2 separate regions of the Mus musculus genome follow, and region 1 is linked to region 2. Evidence: chromatin contacts called from public Hi-C data. All regions are on one chromosome and are shown on one strand. The core of a region is the stretch at or near the end of the contact, and the rest is flanking DNA. Distances in the headings are between cores, read along the strand shown. Region 1 overlaps Tshz2 (teashirt zinc finger family member 2). Region 2 overlaps Tshz2 (teashirt zinc finger family member 2).

Region 1 (6,475 bases), core at 3,907-6,406, 66 kb after region 2:
GAGGGTGGCTCTGGTTCCCTTTAGAGGGAGCTGTCAAGGGGCCCAGGGAGCACGGAAGCCTCATGGGTTGGTGTGGCAGCACAAGAGGTGTTTTGGGGACAGGGGAACACGTGAGTACTTCATGAGCACGGGCACACTGACTTTGTCTCCCCGGAATGTCCCTCACTGGGAGTCCAGGGGCAGGAGAGATGAACCAGAGGTTAAGGGCAGGCACTGCCTCTGCAGAGGGCTAGCATTCAGTTCCCAGCACCCACCTCCAGTGGCTCACAACTGCCTTTTGCCTCCAGTAAATCTGACACCGTTCTCTGGCCTCTGAGAGCATCTGCATTCATGTGAACTTACCCCACACTCAGATTCAGATGCAGATACAGATACAGGTTCATCTGAGCCCCCTCCCCCAAGCAGCCAGTTATCCAACCACCTTGATGCAGAGTCATTAGATCCAGCACTTCATTAGAATATACCATAATCCCTTGTTCTTGTTTTAACCTTCTCTATGAAAAGCCTAATTCATCCCAAACTGACAGTGCCTGGCGCTTCTGCAAATAGCAACAATGTCGCCGGGCGTGGTGGCGCACGCCTTTAATCCCAGCACTCGGGAGGCAGAGGCAGGCGGATTTCTGAGTTCGAGGCCAGCCTGGTCTACAAAGTGAGTGCCAGGACAGCCAGGGCTACACAGAGAAACCCTGTCTCAAAAAACCAAAAAAAAAAAAAAAAAAAAAAAAAAAAAAAAAAAAAAAAAAAACCACAAACAAACAAACAAACCAAAGCAAATAGCAACAATGCAAGAGATATAGGTACCCTGGTAGTAAAAAAATAAAATGTCTTAAAGATCTAAAAAAATTAAAAACAAACAAAAACAAAACCCACTGGAGTTCAAATACTTGATCTACTTGTTGACCCCAGTAAACATAAGTAGAGGGTAGAGAAGAGAGGGGGAGGGAACTTGTAATGTAGAATGTTCTGGGTCCTGGTCATTCTGTAGAGTGCTCACTTTAGAATATTCCTAAATAAGGAGCCAAGGTGCTTGAGTAGTTTTCACCAAGTTGCCCTCTCTCCTCACTAGAAAGCTTCTCTCAGGGCTGTGAATCTCCAGTCTGCCACACAGCCCCCCAGACACTCACCACTAGCCAGAGAAATGTAGGTGTTCCCATTAAGTGTGTGTCATAGAGAGAGATCCATACCTTGGAGAGACGGACAGGTCATGGCTAAAGCCGACTGTGAAAAACAGTAAGAGTTATCTTAGGGTAGTAATTGTGACTGAATGAAACATACTTGGAGCTTATCACTGTCTGGTTGTAGAGGGAACATGAAAGATGGGGAAGATCAGCTCATAACACTAAAAAGACCAAGAGGGGTCACTCTGGAAACATCAGGAGATGGTAGATTCAGGGGCTCAGAATATCAGGCCATCAAGAGCATTTGGGCAGAGGGACTCCGCATGAATGGAGGTATCCAGGTCTTATAGCACACAGGCACATTTCAGAGTTTTGAGTACTGCCACATGGTGAATACTGTGTCCCTTTTGTGACCAGTCTCCAGTTAAGTATTCCCAGATACTCAACATGAATTCCAATCAACACCAGCATCCTGTGAATGTGTGACATGTGTGGACACAGTTTGACATCGTGTAGATAAAGCTAAATCTGTCAGTTGCATAACGAACTGCTTCAGATCTCCGTGGTGGACTGTTTAAGTTTCATGTAGACAAAGCCTAAATTGGGACTCCACCTCCTAATCATGTCCTCGGAGGGAGCATCATGTTCCCCAGTTCCCTGACCAACACTTTGGCACACCCTGCCTAACAATATCCTCAGATGAAGGAGGTCTTGGAGATAAGCTTTCCGGAGTGAGTAATGACTTTCAGGATGCAGAAGGGGGGATCGTCTTTGCAAACGGGTCTATCTTGATGGATGATTGAAAAGCTGCTGTCTTTGGTAGAGTTTTCGTGGTTTTATATTTGAGACCACGTAATAAATAAATGTGTAATTGCCCTCAACATGATGCAAGACCAGACGGTGAGGATGAAAGGAAAAAAAAAATCCTGTTACAGCATAAAAATTTATTAGGATCCCCATTGGTAGGCAAGGCAGGGCTGTGTGAACAAAGAATTGCTCCAAGAATTGTGCAATTGACCAAGGCAATGAAGGACAAATCCCACCAGGCCCGCCTGGAGGAGGTGCCAGGGGAGAGGACGGGGAATGGACACACTCATCTTTAAGGTCTTTAGGAAAGTGGTTTCAGAATGAACACTGATTGCTGGAATAAGCCCCACAATCATTTGCCTGGTCATTCTGGATGCTAAACAGTATTTTCCAAGGGTAGATTCTTTTTGGGGATTCAGGGCAGCAGAACAGGAACGTCCCGCGGTGGCCCCCAATCCTTCCTGATTCTCTGAGGTCTTGTCTTCCTCCACCTTCTGCTGGAGTGGGGGTTTGTGCTCCATCTATTCATGCCATGTTTTTTTTGTTTTATTCTTTATGATCACACGCTCAGCCTATTGCCTGTTGTTTCTTGTCTTCCCATGTGATTCCCATTAACGGCTTTACACGGATCAATCTATATGTGTCTCTCAAATTAACTTTGATCTCTCTCGGTGACAACTGACGGGTGACAAGCTGAGATGTTTTATGCGGTGTCTGGAAGCAGGCTCTGCTTCCTTTTCATCCCATGCTTTACTGGAGGGGTCAAAGAATGTTTTGGATGCAGCTGTGCAAGCTGCGTTGAGAGGATTTGTATGTTAACAGTTTCAGGTTCTCGCCCTGCCGCGCACAGAAAGCCCCGGCAGAAGGGTGTGATTTCTGTCCAACTTTCTTCCATTCAAACCACAAGCTCAAATGTTCAAAAACATTTAATGCTCATGCTTAATAAATCATAATTTAATAATTTTCAGAGCATGAAAACAGTCATTTCATGATATCATTGGAAATGAGATGTGTGGTTCTGATTGCTATCTTTCACTAGCATTAAAGTGATTTATCTGAAATTGAGGAGTGTGTTTGTTTGTGTGTGTGGTGTGTATGTAGTCTATGTGTAGTGTACGTGTGTGGTGTAGTGTGTATGTGTGTGATGTGTGAGTCTGCATGTGTGTGGAGTGTGTATGTGTGTGGTGTGTGTGTGCATGTGTATGTATATGTGTAGTGTGTCTCTCTGTGGTGTGTGTGGTGTATATGTGTGTGGTATGTGTGTGTATGTGTGGTATATATGTGTGTGGTATATGTGTGTATGTGTGGTGTGTGTGTGGTGTATATATGTGTGTGGTATGTATGTGTATGTGTGTATATGTGTAGTGTGTCTCTTTATGTGATTGTGTGTGTGTATGTGTGTGTGGTGTGTCTCTGTGTGATGTGTGTGTGATGTGTGTGGTGTGTGTGTGTCTGTGTGTATGGTGTGTATATGTGTGGTGTGAGTGTATGTATATATGCGTAGTTTGTCTCTCTATGTGGTGTGTGTGGTGTGTATATGTGTAGTGTGTCTCTCTGTGCAGTGTGTGTGTATGTGTGTGTGTAGTATGTTTCTCTGTGGGGTGTGTATGTGGTGTGTCTCTCTGTGGTGTGTGTATGTGTGTGTGTGTGTGTGTGTGTGTAGTGTGTCTCTCTGTGTGGTGTGTGTGTATATATACAGTATACATGAATGCATATGCATGTGGAGGCCAGAGATCAAAACCCGGTACCTTCCTCAATGACTCTACCTTATTGACTGAGGGAGAGTCTCTCACTGATCCTGGACTGAGTCCCAGAGATCTGCATGCCTTTGTTTCACAAGAGATCAGAGGTGTGTGCCACCAATGCCCATGGCTCTGGAGATCCAAACAGGGTCTTCTGCTTACACGGCAAGCAGTTTGATGGCAGAGCTATCTCCCCGGCCCCTGTGAATCATTTTGCCTGCTTTAAGCCTACTTCCCTCTGCGGTATCCAGTTCTGTCCCATCTATACAGAAGATACATGCAAAACAAATGGCAACTGGACTTTTTGGTTGTTACAAAGCTTAAATAGAAATGTTTGTGAAAACCTGGGAAAGTTAGTGTATCTTTGGGACAATCTTTGAGCATTTTTCTATATCAGACTGCTTAGCATGCCAACTTCAACTCATCCCTGGAACATAATCTTTTCTAGGTTGTTTGATTTCAGATTTTTAAGATAAGGGTTCTCAATTGGGGCAACTGTTTCGCAGTGGATGTCCAGAGACACCCAGGGAAATTTTTTCTTGGTCTCACTGGTGTGAAGTGCTTTCAGGTCTCAGTGGGTGGAAACCAGGGTGCCTACTCAACATGTCACCTACCCTATCCCAGGTGATGACACACCGATTCTTAGACATCCCACATAGGAATAAACTACTTGTCTGTGTCTTAATTTTCTGTTGTGAGTTTAGCACAAAAGTATAAGCCCAACTGTTCAGTATCAGTCAGATGTGGCTGAGTTTGTCTTTTCCAGTCAGAGCCTCGAGTGTATAGAAATGATACAGCTTGATAATGGATGGTTTTGAATTTAACATGTGTGGATGATGGGATGAGAAGAGGGTGGGAAAATGAGGAGAAAGGTAGGGAAGCCATTCCTGCGCCTCCCCATGACTGTCATCGCATGAGACCTTGCTGTTCTTCAGGTGACAATCTCTGTGAAGTGGGAATACCGGGGAGAGCAGCCATTGGGAATGTTATTGTCTTCCCTTGGGAGCTGTGTAAAACTGGCTACTTTGTGCTTAGCAAACAAATCTCTGACTTGACTCACTTCTCCCCCCCCATACCCCTCACCCCCCAGGCCCCCAACCCACCCCCAACCCCAACCCCTCCCCACCCCGGTGAGACTCCTAAGGAGAATAGAATCTCACAGGGTGAGATTCACCCTTCCCTCCCTCAGGCGCCAACAGAGGTGAACACTTGGTCCATGCCCTGTGTGCTACAAAGACCTCAGCCATGCCCGCACACGGTGTGGCCCACTGGATGCCAGCTTCTCTCCAGACACTATTCCTCTTGTTTTGATCTGATTTTTTTTTTTCCTTTCCTAAGTTCAAACTTTTCCCGTCTCCTTTCCCATCTGTCTGGGAGGCAAAACTGATTCCTGACAATGTTCTGGTCAGCTCTTTTAGATTTTTTCCCCCTTTGGGGGGAGAAAAGTTGATTTCCTGTTCTAGTGAGCCATACATCACTGACATCTCAGTCTGTGCTGCTTGTCTGTGACAGAATGACAGGTGTCATTTATCACTGGGGCTTGCGGAAGCTGTGGGAAGAGCGATTGAATTTTTTTTCTTTCTTTCTTTCTTTTTTTTTTTTTCCTGGGCTGCCAGATCATTAAAAAGGGGGCTTTCCAAAGAAAGCTGTGTGTAACCCGAGTGCACTTACTGTCAGCGGAAACCTGGGAGAAGGGAGAAAGCAAAGGGGCGGAGAGAAAGGGAGGGAGGGCGGATAGGAGGAGCCAGTGCCAGTAGCTGTGCCGCTTGCCCTGGCTCAGCTCTTGCCGGTGCATGCTAAGTAAGGCCTTAAGAGATTTCCGCCTGGCAGGGGTGCCAAGGAGGAAACTGGAACAGGAAACCTCTTTGATACTCCTGCTATGCATCCCTCGCCTGAGGGTGGGGAGACACGTTCTGTACTGGATGGGGCTGGACTTGAAGTAAGATCTGCACAGAGGGCAGGCAGGAAAACCTATCTGAACTAGAGGAAAGGACTCTGTAAATCACAAGTGGAAACCGAGACCTGCTGGCAGGCTCGTCCCCCAAGGAGACATTTACAGCATCCTGTTTGCAGAAGCGCACTCGGAAAGTGCCCAAGTATATCTTCTAAGTGCATCTCTCCTTTTGGCACCATCTCTACCACCAAATGGCTCCAGGGACCAGGAAACAGACTCCTGGCTTATCAGGTTTTTTTGTTGTTTCTTTTTTCTTCCCGAAATGGGAAACTTCCCTTCTCCTGCCCCCATGGATGGTATCAAAGCGATAAAAACAAGTTACTCTCTAGTGCTAACTTTGTGCTATTTTAAGTAACTTCTTTTTATCTTATTGTTTTTACATTACAGTGTGTGTGTGTATGTGTTTGTATGTGCGTGCATGTGTGTGTGTGTGTGTGTGTTTGTGTGTGTGTGTGAGCACACTTATAGAGGTTAGAAAACAACATTCAGTATACAAAGTAGGCACTGGGGATTTGATCTCAGGTCATCAGGCTTGGCTGCAAGCGCCTTTACCCTATAAACCATCTTGCCAACTCTTCTGTGTCTCAGTTTAACCTTCACTACCATTCTCAGATGGCTGGCTTCTTTACTTTTAGCAGGTGGCACTGATATTCAGGGCTGTGCAGTTCCAAACCGCAAGGTGTCCTCTGTGGCCAGGTTGGGCTTCAAAGTCAGGCTGTTTAGTTCTGGGGCCTCTGCTCTTAGCCAAAGAGTCATTGCGCAGTAAGGCCTTTGTGAGTGTTTGTAAGTCTGGGATGAGCATCTGGCCATTTTGAAATTAGGAAGTTTCAGGCTTAGGTATGACCCAGAATTGG
Region 2 (6,155 bases), core at 2,678-5,177:
CCAGCTTTCAGGAAGCTGAGGCAGGAGGATTAAAAGTTTGGGGCACGCTTGGAATACATATTGAGACCTTATCTAAAAGCACAAAAAGAGGAGGAGAAGGAGGAGGAGGAGGAGGAGGGCGCCTTTCTTTTCCCAGCTTCCAGTGGTTCCTGGCTTCTCTTGCCTCGCCTCTCTTATTACGTGACACCCTCCTCTTTGTCTCATATCCCTTTCTTTTTATGTCCGTGTCCAATTTTCCTTTGTTGCATAAAAACACCAATCCTTGGATTCAAGTCCACACGAAAGATTTCATCTCACCTTAATGACATCTTCAAGGGGTCTCTCTCCAAATAAAGTCACAACCCCAGGTTCCAGGGTTTGAAACTCCAGCCTGCCTCGAGGATACACACCTAAACTCACAACGCTGGGTTTGTTCAGAGACACCTGGCACCTTCTCCATACCTTCGAGACCTAGTAGAGACTGACAGCTACCCTAGTTCTCTCTAACCCTGACAACAATCCTTTGGCACCTCCAGCCCCAGTTCCTTGAATCGCTGACACTGCTTTCTACTTTAACACGCGTCTTTTCGTAGATCGACTTTTGCAAGCTGCATTTTCTTCCCAGACTATCTTCGGATCGTCATCCCTAGCCACAGGCAGCACCTTCATTCTCAGTTCTTCCTGAGAAAATCCATCTGGAGGCATGGGCGTCATCTCACTTCCGGCTCACCATCTGTGCCCTGTCTCTCATGCCACTTGACTCTGTGGACACTTAAACAGCATCTGGGTGATCTCTCATCTGCACCTCACTTACATGAGCTGGCAACGGGGGGACAGGCGGTCTATGACCAGAGTAGATGCTTAACCATTGTTACCGGATGAGTGCACAAAATATTCCATAAATATGCAATTTCTAGTGATTCATATCAGCTATAGGTAGCGGTATGACTTAAAATATTTTAATGATTTGTTTCAATCCTTTTTATCTGTATATGTATGCATGTGTGTGCACGTGAGTGAAGGTGTCCGTGGAAGCCAGAGGCAGAAGAGGGTGTCAGATCCCCTGGAGCCGGAGTCACCTGTGGTCTTGAGGCCCCTGAGAAGTGGGTGCTAGTAACTGAGTTCTCATCCTCTGTAAGAGCAGCAAGTACTTTTAACCACTGAGCTGCCTCGCCCACCCCGTAACTTTTTACCTATAGAAATATACGAACTCTTTGGGTTTTGATATTCTTGAGATATAATTCTGCCTTTACATAGGATTGTGTCAAATGTGTCCCGTGGCTGGGGCCCCCTGGGCAGCTAAAGGATAACCACTCCACTGAGAAAATTTAGAAAGCTGGCATCTAAAGACCCTTAAGATTTTTTTCAAGAATAAACAGGACAAAAGGAAGAGAAAGGGAACCGAATGCGGATCGCTTCAAAGGAACCCAGGGAGACATCTTTATTTCTTGTGGCTAGGACTCAGCACACAAAAGAGAAGCTGGCATCCTCTGTGCGGCCGCATATTACTCCTCATTAGCCGTCCTTCAGCTGGGCAAGCTTTCTCTGCACCATGCAGAATACGAAGAGGCTCCTTCCCAGGAGGGAAGAATGCGATATCTCATAGTTCACTCACTCTAGGAAACCTAATGGTCTACACCGAGAGCACGCACTGTTCTCCATTGTGGGCATGGGCAGGATGAGCCCGTTCGTGACTGCCGGACCGTGCCTGATTTATTATGCGTTCTGCCCCCTCCACCGTTGGAGAAGGTAACCACACAGTTAGAATTCCATCTGTCCCGTATGTTGCCCCTTCGAATTAATGGCTTATCTTATTATATCTCTCCTGAGAGTCAAAGAAAATGTGTACTTTACTTCTCTAAATAAAACTGCCATCCGCCAAACAGGATGAGTATTTAAATCCCACAGACAAACAAGTTGATGAGAACATTCGGGCTGGGGGAAGGAAGCCTAAAGGGAACAGGTTAACAAAATCCCTGGCTTCCTTCAGGAAGCCTTACTAGGTGTTTCCTAATCCTGCCCAGCAAAGATGGATGCTTTGATGAGCATATGTGGTACACACACACACACACACACACACACACACACACACACACACACACTGGCTAAAGGCTCAAGTTTCCATATTAGCAGAAGAGAAACAGAAAGATGCTCCAGTGGAGGAAGGAAACCATTCATCCAGCAGGTTTGGCAGTTAGATGCTTGGGGGGAAAATGACCTCTTGTTAATATGCAATTGTCACCGTGTTAATAATGAAATATCGACCCGTCCTCGCCTAACGCAAGCCAACTTATTCTCATTTGCCCCAGAAGAGAGTGACTTAGGGTTTCATCCTAACATTTTCTCGGCCTCCATCTGGGCACAGCTCACGGCTGTGTTTATTTCTTCAGTAAAGACAGCTAGCTGAGAACCTGGGAGAGGGGCACTCAACGTTAGGGGTGTCTGTGTGTTTCTTCCCTTGTTGAAATTCTGGTTTTGCAAGAAATACTGAATGGGAGCTGATTTTCTGATCAGATGAATGCAATGTTATTCAGCCAAAGAACTGTTCTATCAGAAATGCAAGGCCCGAGAGAGCCATGCATGACTCCTCCGTCATTGGTACTTGTTCACAGCCCCCGTATGCTTTTCTGTAAGGACTGGACTCTGCTCTCCAGGGCTCCCGGTACCGGTTAGTGACAGAAAACAAAAACACAGAGAAACTCTGCTATCCCATCTTCACTAGCTGCCACTTTTGTGAATTCTTTCTTTCTTTCTTTCTTTCTTTCTTTCTTTCTTTCTTTCTTTCTTTCTTTCTTTCTTCCTTCCTTCCTTCCTTCCTTCCTTCCTTCCTTCCTTCCTTCCTTTCTTTCTTTCTTTCTTTCTTTCTTTCTTTCTTTCTTTCTTTCTTATACTCAGTTTCCCCCTTCATTTATTTATCTGTGATTTTGAGATTATCTGTGAAGCAATCTCATTTGGATACACGGGGAAGAGAGCCAGAGACTGTCACCCCTTTCTGATGGGAGATTGGTTTGATTTCCAATTTAAAATGTAAATGCTTTGGGTCAGACCTCTGGAAGGAAGAAAAAAAAAGTGAGAGAATAATTCACAAGTCGCGACATTGCTCCTTCTCACAGGAACCTTTATCACCAAGAGGCACACACAGCACTGTGCCTGTGTATTTACCTACACGGTGGCTTTTATTGCTTCGGTTAGGTGTTGTTGCAAGGAGGTTCACGTAAACATTTATATAGGTTTCAGAAAACAGTTGTTAAGGGAAAGGAGCCTTCTTCTGTTTACACAAATTCAGAACAAAGAAACATTGCAGAGGCTTCCGGGAATTGACATGTGGGCGTGTTTTTTTCCCAAGGCACCGACTGGAAGAAGTGAGTCTCTGAGATTTATTTTTGACAGGACTTGAATTACTGGTAGTCTGACACATTTTTGAACAATTACGAGACACCCGGGTGTTTAAAGTAATAGGTACTGTTTGCGTGAGGGAGGGGAAGTTTGGAAACCGTTAGCACAGAACAGTTTGCCACACGATTAGCAAGATCCGTGTGTGTTACGTGTGTACCCCGTGCAGCCCATACATGCGTGCTTGGCTCCCCAAATAATACTCTTCTTTCTCAACATAAAAGCCACACTTTAAAGAGAACTGGTGGCTCATGGGAACTCACAAGAGGAATGGGCTCCTCTGCTCGTTGTCAAGTTCCGGTTTGGCTCTCTGTCAGTCCCCGAAGTACACAGAGCAGAGAGCTCTGTCCTGTTTTGTTTCAAATGTCTTAGGAACCGGGCCTGACTGTTCATTAATTAGCTGCTATCTTTCAGGCGCTTCTAAACATTGTTTCACTAGCGGTGATCTGAGCTCCAACTGCAAGATTTAAATTCACAATTCCTGAACCACTCCTGCCCCTCAAAGACAGAGCCACCGCAGCTGCCATAATTGGCGAGGGACTAATGGCTCCCGTTATCTGCGTCAGCAGCCCTTCCTTCCTTGCTGTCTGGCCATCTGATGGACGTGAAAAGATGGCTGGCTGGCTGGCTGGCTGGCTGGCTTGCACCTTGAATTCTGTGGATACAGAAGCAAGGGCATCTCTGGGAAGGGATCTGCCTGTCTTGTGCGCCTTTCTGTTCTTATTCTCAGGCACATGGGTTAAGGCAACCCAGACCTAACTAACCTCTTTCAGACACCACTGATGGTGTGGGGCACAAGGCTACCTAGATCTAACTAGCCTCTTTCAGACATCATTGATGGTGTGGGACTCAAGGCAACCCAGACCTAACTAGCCTCTTTTAGATATCACTGATGGCATGGGGCTCATTGCTCATCTTGCCTTTGTCACCTCTCAGCCTGATCTGGGGACACATATGGTGAACCCTAGAAAACGGTACCATTTGTACTTCTAAAAGATGCTTTTCCCTCTGCTAGGTAGGAGACATGCAGTACTTCGCATTGGGAAATCCCGATGCACCCGTTCTCAATCACGGGTGGCTTTGCATCCAGCTCATCCCAGATCCCTTCTCAGTTATCAAAACAGAAGGGGCGAAGAAGGTGTTAGGAAGAGAGCTCAGTCGGAAAAGTACTTGCCTTTTGGTACTGGCATTTGGTCCCCCAGAACCCCTATTTCAAAAGGCCAGGCATCGTAGCATGCAATTAGAATCCCAGCAATGGGGAAGTAGAGACTGTCAGAACCTGATCCCTGGGGCTCTCTGCTCAGCTAGCCCACTTGGCAAGTTTCATGCCAGTGAGAGACTCTGTCTCCAAAACAAGATGAGTGGTATCCAGCCACCACACATATGCACGCAGGCATTCATGCGTGTGTATCCACATACAGTAGAGTGAAAGGGCTAGCATGTTCTGACTGACATCAAATGGCTACAGGCCACTATTGTTGACAAATGTCTATCTCACAGCAAGAGCCACATAACAAAGCCACCAACCAGCAGTTGTGCCCTGACTGGCCAACCCTGTTGGAGACTAGTAGATGATGCTACTTCACGCCTTTCTGGTGCCACACTCCAAAGTTCTAATCGTTCAAGAAGGCATCTAGGTTCTGGTAGATTGAAGACAGGTCTTTAACGGTAAGCACAGGCCCTCACCTCTTCCTTTCATTAAAGGGATGCACAAGCCAGTGGTTCTCAGCCTGTGGGTCTTGACCCCTTTCAGTGTCAAAGGACTCTTTCACAAGGGTCCCATATCAGATATCCTACATATTACATATTTACATTACAACTCACAACAGTAGCAAAATCAGTTATAAAGTGGGGGTCACCATGACAAGAGAAAGCATATCAAAGGGTCTCAGCATTAGGAAGGGTGAGAGTCACTGGCCTGAATAATACAGATGTTAGTGAGCATGAGAGGAGGGTCCCACTGAGTCCCTTTATCAAAGGCAATAGTGCTGTATTCTCCTCTCAACATTGGGTAAGCTTGAACAGTACAATTAACTGTCCTTACCTGTCCACTTAGACCTTGTTGTGACATAGCAGGTGACTCTAAATGACTTCTTGGTTTCGTCGTATCTGTAAGAACTTGTGGAGTCCATAAATGACTTACAAACTTTCACTAGTGTGATAAAGGTAGCAGTATTAGCTCAGAAGGTTTTTTTTTTTTTGAAGTACCACTGTAAATTTGAAAAATATAGTAATTGAGTTTACGAGACAGGGTTGTTCTCTGATTGTTGACTGAGGATTGGGTAGATAAAGTCACCAGAAAAGGATGACCGTTAACCTTAGGAAAGAATAAAGGGGTGCAATTCTACCCATCTGTCCATCTGTCCACCCACTCACCCAACCATCCATCTGTACCCATACATCCATATGTCTACTAATCCTGCATCTATTGACCCATCCACCCATGGACTCATTCATGGATGCATATAGCTACCCACCTTGTCATTGACTTGTCATTTTTCCATCTATCTACTGATTCATCCATCCATTTGTCTACTCAATCATACATGAGTACATGTACCCACCTACCCACCCACTCATCACTCATCCATCTATCCATCTATTTATCCATGTATTCATTTATATACCTACCCAACTTACCTATCCATCCATCCATCCATCCACCCATCCATCCATCCATCTGCCTGCTCTCTGCCCGTCTAGGCTGAGAGGAGAAATCCTGGGCTGAAGCAGGATGGTGAGTGTGGTGGCTGGGATGGTCCAGAGACTAACCATCTCTCAAA

The links. A called contact is a pair of places that touch in the nucleus more often than the background predicts.
Region 1: a Hi-C map of liver shows a contact between it and region 2, with 1.8 times the contacts expected there. The contact joins two enhancer-like sites. A contact is called at or near these places in 1 of 15 datasets of contacts at CTCF or cohesin (CD8 T cells) and 4 of 484 Hi-C or Micro-C datasets (the HPC-7 cell line, liver, muscle stem cells and 1 more).

Annotation. Positions count from the first base shown.
Region 1 is chr2:169,785,460-169,791,934 of GRCm38.p6, forward strand. The region is part of intron 1 of Tshz2 (teashirt zinc finger family member 2); the gene reads left to right. Among named protein-coding and RNA genes, the nearest start is that of Gm34344, 120 kb to the left of the region's middle. Within about 2 kb of position 5,157, at least 160 of the 459 cell types and tissues checked have an H3K27ac peak or open chromatin away from gene starts, as enhancers often do. A contact at or near this core is called in liver, where this site is marked.
Region 2 is chr2:169,720,479-169,726,633 of GRCm38.p6, forward strand. All of the region lies in intron 1 of Tshz2 (teashirt zinc finger family member 2), which reads left to right. Among named protein-coding and RNA genes, the nearest start is that of Gm34344, 56 kb to the left of the region's middle. Within about 2 kb of position 3,928, at least 45 of the 459 cell types and tissues checked have an H3K27ac peak or open chromatin away from gene starts, as enhancers often do. A contact at or near this core is called in liver, where this site is marked.